Linked DNA regions of Mus musculus: all the other regions are linked to region 2. A link is a contact called in public Hi-C data. All regions are on one chromosome and are shown on one strand. The core of a region is the stretch at or near the end of the contact, and the rest is flanking DNA. Distances in the headings are between cores, read along the strand shown.

Evidence for each region. Hi-C and Micro-C count contacts between places; a contact is called where the count stands out from the background.
Region 1: a Hi-C map of the N1E-115 cell line shows a contact between it and region 2, with 6 times the contacts expected there. The contact joins two enhancer-like sites. A contact is called at or near these places in 14 of 484 Hi-C or Micro-C datasets (the N1E-115 cell line, Sertoli cells, cumulus cells and 8 more).
Region 3: a contact with region 2 is called in a Hi-C map of the N1E-115 cell line, with 2.8 times the contacts expected there. The contact joins two enhancer-like sites. A contact is called at or near these places in 1 of 484 Hi-C or Micro-C datasets (the N1E-115 cell line) and 3 of 115 datasets of contacts at active chromatin or transcription factors (embryonic basal ganglia, embryonic stem cells and oligodendrocyte precursor cells).

The regions. Positions count from the first base shown.
Region 1 is chr16:41,256,475-41,259,840 of GRCm38.p6, reverse strand. It overlaps a transcript of Lsamp not described here. Among named protein-coding and RNA genes, the nearest start is that of Lsamp, 270 kb to the left of the region's middle. Within about 2 kb of position 1,295, at least 6 of the 459 cell types and tissues checked have an H3K27ac peak or open chromatin away from gene starts, as enhancers often do. A contact at or near this core is called in the N1E-115 cell line, where this site is marked.
Region 2 is chr16:41,555,030-41,558,454 of GRCm38.p6, reverse strand. The region is part of intron 1 of Lsamp (limbic system-associated membrane protein); the gene reads right to left. Among named protein-coding and RNA genes, the nearest start is that of Lsamp, 24 kb to the right of the region's middle. Within about 2 kb of position 1,379, at least 3 of the 459 cell types and tissues checked have an H3K27ac peak or open chromatin away from gene starts, as enhancers often do. A contact at or near this core is called in the N1E-115 cell line, where this site is marked.
Region 3 is chr16:41,838,880-41,842,538 of GRCm38.p6, reverse strand. The region is part of intron 1 of Lsamp (limbic system-associated membrane protein); the gene reads right to left. Gm46551 (a long non-coding RNA gene) reads left to right here. Exons shown (of 2, transcript XR_001781926.2): 1 at 1-3,659. Among named protein-coding and RNA genes, the nearest start is that of Gm46551, 9.9 kb to the left of the region's middle. Within about 2 kb of position 2,263, at least 4 of the 459 cell types and tissues checked have an H3K27ac peak or open chromatin away from gene starts, as enhancers often do. A contact at or near this core is called in the N1E-115 cell line, where this site is marked.

The sequences.
Region 1 (3,366 bases), core at 46-2,545, 300 kb after region 2:
TGAAAATAGCCTTTTTTTCTTATCCAATATATTCTGATTATGGTTTTCCCTTTATCTACTTCTCCTAAATCCCTCCTATATCCCCCCTCCCATTGAATCCACACCCTTTATTTCTTTCCTTGGAAAACAAACAAGTGTCTAAACAGTCTATTTTACAGTAGATACTGAGTAGCACAGAAATACATCTCTGGTCAACATGGAGGTCAGCATAATAAAGGGTGTCACTAGTTCATGCTTCTTCCAGGGCTTAGGCACCACCTTGGCAGAAGAACAGAAAGACTGCAAGGGCTAGGTAAAAGGCTTACATAAGCACAGTGCAGACCAACTTCCATAATAAAGAGAAGAGGTAAGCATAAAGTCCTACTCCTAATTGACTACAATGAGATGACAGCTATGGGAAAGGGAAGATCAGATTTTCTTAAGGTGTGAACCCTGATGGGTTGCTCATGCTCCAGGGGGTCATTCATACCCAAGAGTATTTGGGCAGCACAGTACTCCATTGGGGTGAAATAATGATAGGAAGTTGGATAGGTAAAGACACAAGGACTGATCTTGAAGGAATTGGGGGTGAATGTGAGAGAGATACATTCTATGAAATTCTTTAGAATACAATAAATATATCACTTGAATGGAGAACCAATAAAAATGAACCTATAGATAAAGAGAAACTAAAAATATGCTGTCGAGAGTAGTGAGCACACGTCCCTATCTAATTATCAGAGAACTTGTTTGATGTTACCTAAAAATTAAAAATTGCTTCGATGCGACCTTCAGATATTTCTTTGATATGTCAAATTTTTGCAGAATGAAGATGTAACTATGGAAGCACGCATGCGGGCTAGTTCCTTTCATCCCCTACTCTGATCTCCCTGCCCCCACCCCATCTTCAGAAGTCTGATGATATAAGAAAAGGGGAGGAGGAACCCGAGTGATGGTTAGCGGGTTCCATTTGTTACTGTATTAGTGGGGCCGGGAGGTGCGGCAGCACTGTCTGTGGAATAAAACACTCCAATAATATCCAGGACAACAATGGCCGTGCCTGGCCTTTGAAAATAACAGAGAATCAGATGCTCCACAGGGCTGTAATACAGTGAATCAGAGGAAATATCTAATACTCCACGGGACAGTAATGCAGTGGATCAAAGGTGATATCTAATACTCCACAGGATTGTAATACCTATAATTTAAGTGACGGGCAACTAATTCCATGCATCCCTCCTTGCATGTAAGCAGAGAAAGCAACACAAGAGCAGTTATTTCTCTATGCACCACACTTCTCAGATTTTCAAACCTCCCTTCAAAGGCATCTTCAATCATGAGATGGAGGCTCCCTCTACTGGTCGAATGTTTTCTTGCAGCAGGTGTGAGTTCTAACCCAATTTGGGTTGCCAATGCCTTGTGACTAATGTTTGACTATGGCTAATGAAATAAGTGCAAGGGATAATATCTGATTAATATACAGTCACACATTCAGCGTGTCACACACATATGCATACAGTCAAGCTGACGCTGTGTCATAGGCAAAACCCACATAAACAACCAAGCACACACAGCCATTCACATCCTGCTATTCACACACTTGCAGGGATCTGCTAAGAATGACAGGGGCTTTGGCTCAGCAGTTTACAGTTTTTGCTGTTCTTTCTGAGGTCCCAGGTTTGACTCCTAGGATTTAAATGGAAGTTCACAACTATCTGTAATTCCAGTCCCAGGGAATCTGACATCCTCTCTTGTCCCCTGCAAGTTACAGCGTGCACATGATACATAAACATACATCCAGGCACAACATCTGTATACATTAAAAAATAAGAGCTGTGACATCTATCATCTATTTTTTATGTGCCTACTGCTGATGTGAAGGAGCTTTTGCATCAGGTAAAATAAAAGTTCAGGCTATATTTTCATGTCGCCCCGACTCACATTTACAACATACTTCTCCAGTTACTGAAGTAAAAGAATGATTTTCCAATGTGTACTACTTTAAAGTTAACTTCTCAGAATTTTTGGATTCTTGATTTTAGATGGAACGAGAAGATTTTCTAGACTCGTCGAAATGAACATACAAAATATCTGTGAATGACACATAATTATTTCTGGCACAATAGAAATTCTCTAGGTAGTGAATAAATGATCAATTTTGTCTTTGTCTCTGACCTTCTTTAGTGAACAGGTCACCATTGACATTCAGCTAGAAATGTGAGACGTTCAATATTTAAAGCAGGAAAACTTGAATATCTTAATTAAAGCATCCTCCCCAAATTAATAAGTATGTGTACAGCATGTTTTGTAACCAAGCACTGGATTGCAAGATAGGCTAAACACTGACTATGAAGACATTGTTGGTTGAACTTTTCCACCCCTGCAGGACATCTGGAGAACAGCAAGTGCTCCTCTTCCTCTGTCCCTATGCTTTGGCACTCCTATTTCTAATGATTGCTGTCTTAGTCAGGGTTTCTATTCCTGCACAAACATCATGACCAAGAAGCAAGTTGGGGAGGAAAGGGTTTATCCGGCTTACACTTCCATACTGCTGTTCATCACCAAGGAAGTCAGGACTGGAACTCAAGCAGGTCAGGAAGCAGGAGCTGATGCAGAGGACATGGAGGGATGTTCTTTACTGGCTTGCCTCACCTGGCTTGCTCAGCCTGCTCTCTTATAGAACTCAAGACTACCAGCCCAGAGATGGTCCCACCCACAAGGGGCCTTTCCCCCTTGATCACTAATTGAGAAAATGCCTTAGAGTTGGATCTCATGGAGGCATTTCCTCAACTGAAGCTCCTTTCTCTGTGATAACCCCAGCTGTGTCAAGTTGACACAAAACTAGCCAGTACAATTGCCCAGTAAGCACAGGCTCGATTACCGTTCATGCCTCATTCATCACTCATTCATTTCTGAGAAGATGCATCTGCTTTGGTCTGGACAGCTGTGACCAAGCCCATGCTCCTTTCCCCAGCTTTTCTCCCTATAGTCCTGTGAATGCACTTTGGTGGCACTTCTTTGTTATTAGTTGTATTTTTACAGTGTTGAGAACTCCTCCACAAGAGAGATGAAGCAAATATTGTGTTATGCAATTGTCGTGTCAATGTTTCTATTTTATCTTCTTCTCAAAATCTAGTCTCTCGTACAATACATTCTAAATAAAGCTTTCCCTCCCTCCCTCCACTCCTCAAAGTCCCCCTTACTAACCCCTTCTCCCAGATCCACTATGCCTGCATTTCCCTTCAGAAATGTGCACACCTCTCAAGGATACCAATTGAAGAAAGCACAAGATACAACAAGACTAGGTAAAAACCCTTATATCCAGGGTAATCCCATAGAAGAAAAAGCATCCCAAGGGCAGGTAAAGGAGTCAGACACATGCTCACT
Region 2 (3,425 bases), core at 130-2,629:
CTCCGGACTATCTAGAACTCCAGTTCCAGTGAAACTGACCCCTTCTTTTGGCCTGCTTGGGAACTAGGTACTCACATAGCACACAGACATGGAAGCAAAACACCATCCACATAAAGTAAACAAAACAACACATGAGCATCTCTGTGTGGCCAGGTGAGCTAGGTTCAAGTCCTCCCTCCCCTACAGGCACTCTGTTTCAAGATTGAAAACAGAGAGTGTCGAATTTATATTCATTGGTATACATACCAATGCTAAATGTAGAATATCAAGGAGGTAACAGTTAAGGGTTAGAGTAACCAAGATGAGATCACCAGTTTTTAATAGTATATAGTTGGAATGGCAGTGAGGCCCAGAAGTAAAATAGGGTTCTGAAATCCATTGTGTTAGTAAGGGACCAAACTTTTCAAGGAAGGTTATGCTGAGTTGTATTTCCTTTAGCTCATACCAACTGGTCACCTCTCTTAAGCATGTTCTTCTCATTGCCCCTTTGGTGACTACTTAACCATCCTTTAAGGGTCAAGACCTAACTAATTCTTCACATGAAACTTCCTGCTCCATCTGTGGTGGGGAATATTCCATAGCTATTTTGAGATTTATCACACCCTAGGTACTCCACAAAAGAGAAGGTCAGAATCTGGGGGCATGGACCTTCCATTTGCCTTCTTTATAGCCTCACTGACAAGACAAAAGAGAGAAAGAATGAATATAGATGAAAGAAAAGCAGTGATTGAGGAAGGGAGAGAAGATGAGGAAGAAGGCCAAGAATCTTTTCCCCTTCCCTCGTATACCTCACACACTTGTTTTCTCTTTTCAATTTTAGGATTTTTAATATTTGTTCTAACCTCATATCTTCTCATCACAAAAAAGTGTATCTCTTATTTCTTGTGGCTCAAGAGGTGTGCTGTGTGTTGGGTTGGCTCAATCAAAAACAAAACAAAACAAAAAACAAAACTCAGAGGAAAGACATCTTTATTCCAAGCATCATAAACTAAGCCCAGAATATAGCTCTCTAGTACAGCAGATTTTAAAGTAGAAGTAGCAAGCTGTGTTTTAATTTCCTCCTCATCAGAAGGAAGGGATTGTATTGCACATTTAAGAGAGCTGCTCCCTTGGGCCAGCCTCAGCCATGCAGAAAGCCATTTGGGATGGGGCCAAGGACTTGGGTTGTCTATGCTGGAGAGTGGCTAACCAGAGTGAGCAGAGAGATTAATCAATCCAAGACAACATCTGTCAGGATATTGAGTTTGGCTCTTGTTATCAGCTGCCTCCACTTCAGGGGCTGTGTAATATTCAATTTGATTATCTTTCACCTGCAAAGAGTAAGTTTCTCTCTTTGCTTAAAAATCATTGGCACTAGCCGAAGAGAGATCGATCCGCTGGAGAAAATGCTGACAAGAAAAAGCAAACCAGAAATAGGACAAGAGGATGAGAAAGAGCATTTGGCTTCCATCCTGGCCCACTTCCTCAGATTGACTGGCTTGGTTTCTTACTCCTTAAAGGACACGGCTCTCTCTGTTTCTCTGGTCAGTCTTGATTATGGTAAATAAATGGTGACAGTGGACAGCACAACTCTCCTGTGTTTCTGTGAGATCTCATTAGTAAAAAAAAAAAAAAAAAAAAAAAGTTTCCACTGTGCCTCTAAGTGCTAATCCTCAGGTTCTGTTAAATTTCAACTGGAAGGGGCACACACACACACACACACACACACACACACACACACACACGCACATACACACACGTGTACATTCAAGTGCATGCTATATTATCCAGACCACTCACCTCTTCTTCCCTGAATTTACCACACACACACACACACACACACACACACACACACACACACACACACGTACATTTCTATAACTCTTCCTCCTCAACACCTGTCTTTCCTTGTAACAACTGTGAACAAATTCTTGCTACATTGCTGAAGACTTAAAATACTTATAACTATTTTCCTTGAAATGTTTCCTTTTCTCTCTTAGTCTTATTAGGTAACTCAGGATGTTCTCCAAAATGTATCCCATGCCTTCTTGTTTAAGTTTTGCATCTGATGGTGAGAAAATGCCAAAAATAAAGCCCTATTGTCTGGATTATCTGTTCTTTCAACTTTTATACAAAGCCAACCATATTCTCTCTCAAGAATCTTTGTATGTAGATCACAAAACTTTTTTCCTATTACAGGAACAAAACAGCTTATATCTTTTAGAATTCCACAAATATTTTTTCAATAAGCCAATTTTATATTTATTAGAAGTAACAGTAACTAAATAATTTAATGTGTTTCTATATAATCTGGGGTCGGTTGAACAGATTATTTTAAGTCTTAGTTTAAAATTACTTAAATTTCAATTCTACAAAGAGAAAAATTCAGAGTGCTCTTGTTTTTATGTTTAAAGTATAGTACTCAGAACTCAATAGGAAAAAAAAAAAAAAGAGTAGAGCAGAGTATACCATGATTCAAGGTGAGAAGGAAAGGAAGTCAAAAGTGACTAATTTGGAAATAAAGCAATCATCTTTATAAAATAAAATTCAGAAGAGTAATAATACAGACTAATAAAAACTTTATGTATAAATTAGGACTTAGACTAGTAGAGATGAAATATATTTCTCTAAACTAGAGATATCTGCACTGGCAGAGGTAAATTGACTATTATTATTGTTATCCAACTTGAAAGGGATATAGCTTTTAGTATCTGCCCACTTGTGTTAACTGTTTAAAAAATGGAGCAAAGGAGTAATGTATATCTGAGAGTACCTGTTATGAAAATGACAAACATCAGCTTCTTTTTACTTAGAAATTCTAAACTTTTGTTGACTTTCCTTCCATACTGTGAACAGATGACACTTATACCTAGTCTCATTACATAGCAAAAATAAATAAATAAATAAATAAATAAATAAATAAATAAATAAACAAACTGTCATATTTTTATTTGTAAAAGTTTTGAAAGCGGTATATAACAAACAGGAGGCTCCATATCTGCCCTCACCTAGTGCAAAACTATCCTCAATAGATTCTGGATCATGGGAGCATGGTTTTTACATCTTTCTGAAAACCAGCAGTTACTACAATGCAGATGATAAGCACAGCGTTGGGTGGTCATGGCTGGCATGAACAAATCAGGAGCTTCAGCTTTCACAAACCACTGTTTTCCTTGACATGAGCAACTTAAGTATAGGAAAACTGAGATGTTTTAAGGAAATGAAGTCTGTCCAGCAGATGCCAGTGGATTAATTCAATATCCACACTGGAAACAAAGGAATTCAGAACAACGCATCTCACACCATATGCAGGAATAAATCAAAAGTAGATCAAAAGCCTAAATGTAGAAACTAAAGCTTTTAAAATATATATCTGGAGGAGGCCAACCCCATAGGAATACCAGAAGTCTCAACTAACCTGGGTCCCTGAGATCTCTCAGACACTG
Region 3 (3,659 bases), core at 1,014-3,513, 280 kb before region 2:
AGGACTATTGATTGCTTTTCTCCACTGGCAGCTTGGACAATAACTTCTAGAACCTAGAGGCCTAGTTCTCAGTAAGGAGACTTCCAGATAAGTATTATCACCCCAGGGGACAATAACACAAAGCAAGATGGAAGAAAAAGGAGAGAAAAATCACTAAGGATATCTTTAGGAAAAAAAAAAAAACACCTTAGACAAACATATTATTTCGTAAGCTTACTCAAAAATACAGGCATGTGTTGTGGTAAATCTCCTCCTGAATATGCCCCAACAATGAAAACACAACAGTTAATATGATTACAAGCTGTGTGCCTAGATTGGGCAGATCTACTGCTACACTACCATCTTCCACAGTTTATGAGACCCCTTAGAACTTGTGATTTCTCCAGGCCATGTGCTCCTGCTCTGCTTTTCTTCATCTCCCTCTTCCATTTTCTCCTCCTTCTCTCTCCCTACCTTCTGATCCACCTTCCCTTTTATCTGCCCAATCATCAGCTCTCCTTATTTTACAAATTAAGGTGGGAAGCAGGTTTACAGGAAATCACCTGAGTGCTGACTCAGTGTTCGCAACCACTCACAGGAGAATGGAATTAACATCAAATATAATTAGCCCCAGGGTTATCTACAACAGGCATGTGTATACATGAGAAGTTAGATAGATATGCACTGTTAAAATAGATTTACAATACATGGCTAACAGTGTTCACTCCAACAGCCATAGATTATTTAACAAAATCGAAATTGCCAGACATGAAAAAAATCACCCTTTGAGTTGTTGATCACATGAGTCCAAGACTACCCAAATAATATAAACTATTTCCATTGCTTTTGGTTGCCTCCCAAAACTTGAAGGTAAAATTTTCTTGATTGAACTCTTTCAAGATAGTCTTGGTTTTTTTTTTTTTTAGTAGACTATTTTTGAAAACTCATCAGGATAATATATTTCAGAATATATCCCACCCTCATTCAGTGTTGTCATCTCCCTTGCCTTGGTATGCGTTTCTGTAATTCACTATAATCTATAACTAGCTCTTCCTGTCCAAAGGTCAGATTCATTGTTTGATAAAGGAAAATCAGGCTATAATAACCCATACCTACCAGCTATGAATAGTATCCAGTGACTATGCTATATGTTTTGTGTGGAATTGCAGTTCTTACCATTATCCTTATATGGTCTTGTCTCTGACTGACTCTCATACATCAGATTATGTCAATCCACTCCTTCCCCATCAGCTCCCAGATGTAACACCCTGATCATTTTATGGTCTCTCTCTCTCTCTCTCTCTCTCTCTCTCTCTCTCTCTCTCTCTCTCTCTCACTCTCTCTCTCTCTCCCTGTCAGCTTTGGCATAGCCCTTTGCTTAAAAGTTTGCCAACCACCTTCTTTATATTTGCATTGCTTGGTCTTTCTTAGTTCAAACTACATCAGACACTTGTTTATCAATAATCACTCTGATACTGCCCTATTTTAATTCTTTTATCACTAGTAAGCACAGGACAGGTTCATCTTCCTCATCTTGTTCCTAAGGTGATTGAACAGGAAACCCCATAGGAGGCACTCAACAGACATTTTTCTGAGTTAATGTATAAACTGTATAAAATTTATAATTTTTTGGACACACTCATTAACATTTATTGCTAAAAATCCACTGACTTCTCAATAACTGTTTAAGAGTGCTGCTGATATACTGTTAATTGTTATGAGGCACTATAGCCATATGGAGAACATTTAGCATATACATTACCACTGTGAATTTTCCATTTGGTCTATATAACAACTTTTAGGGGGTGCCATTTTTATGTTAATAACTGTTTATAGCTTAAGGAACTAAAACTCAGAGAAACTAAATTCATTACTGAACAACTCATCTTTTAGCTGAGGGGAAGATTCCAGTCTGATGGATGCTACAATCGATGTCCTTAATCTGACAGGCTTCCCCATCTGCTTAACTTCTGATATCAGCTGTCCATGGACATGTGACTAAAGGTAAAATGCATTAACACTGATATCCTTAAGAAAGCAGTCACTGAGTACTATATATAAGGCATTATCTGTGCTAATTATTCAAATCCATGTGAAGATGGTGATCTTCTGTTGTTCAGATGAGATCTTGGCTCAGAGAAGTCAGGTGGAATTTGAACCTAACTTGGTCTGACTTGGAGTTGAACTGTTTAATGACTGTGGAATGGTATTTCCCTGACCCAGAGAATGATGGGATCACATGCCAAGTCACAGATTACAGAAACCAGCAGCCTGGGTCTCTGCTACAAGCTGGGTGCAGTCCTCCTGAATGGCCACTACATTCATCTTGGTCAAATGACAGATGTATTGTGTCTTTAACTATGGAAACCAGTAATCACTGTGCTGGCTGACCACCAACTCTCTGTCAAGAGCGGAAAAACAACCAGAAGCCCAGTCTTTCATTATTACATTAGCAGTACCTCCTTCATTTATTTTATAAGCAATAAACTGTGCCTGTCTGGTGTTTCATTTAGGAAGTTTCAAATGAGATTGAAGATAATGCATCCTATAATTTCTCATCCTTCCCTGGTCCACAGGCTCAGGCAGACTGATCTCAGGGTGAAATTTGGACTCCCTTGATTGATGAGACTAATAAAGTGCCTTTATTGTGATATAAATAGCCTTAAAAATGTCCTACAGAGTCAATATTGGTGTTTGATGGCCTTACACAAGCAAGGTCCTTATCTTCAGGAGCACTAAAGCTTAATGAGTTACGGTTTTTGAGAAAGTTTGGCATTGAATTTGGGTGCTGATTTGTGGGGTTACATGGTGGCAAGAATCCCACTAATGACATGGAGGGAGAACAATTTCAAAACTACCCATTTCTTTCATACTCCTAATAGATCAATATATTTTCTACCTCTAGACATGAAGCTTTGGTAAGAGAATGAGGCATGTGAAGAACAATTTACAGTCTCTGGTTCAGCCAGACCTTAGAGTGTTTCCTTCCCTTCTCTTTGGCTGTAGCAGAATAGTATAAAGTCTTCTTAGAAGGTAAGAGTGTACTTTCAAGTACAATAACAAAGTGTTAGAACGCTAATACTGCAAAGACCCTGGGTTTGGCTGCCATTGTTGAACTAAACTTACCACTTTTGAGTATTGAAAATGTCATAAATCAAAGGTTATGGCTCTTTCAAAGCACAATTTCTTTAGATCATTGGTTCTGTTAACTCTATGCCCCATGCAGTTCCAAAGGGTGCTTAAATATTGTCCTTCGCATTTATTTCCCTTTCTTGACAACATTCAACAATTGTATGTGGGTAATCTCTGCTTGTTCACCTACATGCTTTTGACAGTGGATGTTCTCCATATGTCTCTTTCTTCATAGAAAACGGATCAGAAGATTCCATTTGAAATATGATTACGGTTTTGTGATCAAGACTCAGACTTAGTAGCTCATTAGTTTCTTGTGGACATTTATAACAAATGACCACAGACTCGGTCATCTAATCAACAGAATTTTCTCCAGGGATTTTGAAGACAGAAATTGAAGGTTAAAGTTATTGACGAGGCTCTGAAGGTCTTAAGGAAGAACCTTTCCTCCCTGGCTCCTCTTGATTCTAGTGGTAGCTGATAATCATTCAGTTTCTGATAACTGTGCTCCTCCAAACTCACTCTCTCTCTCTCTCTCTCTCTCTCTC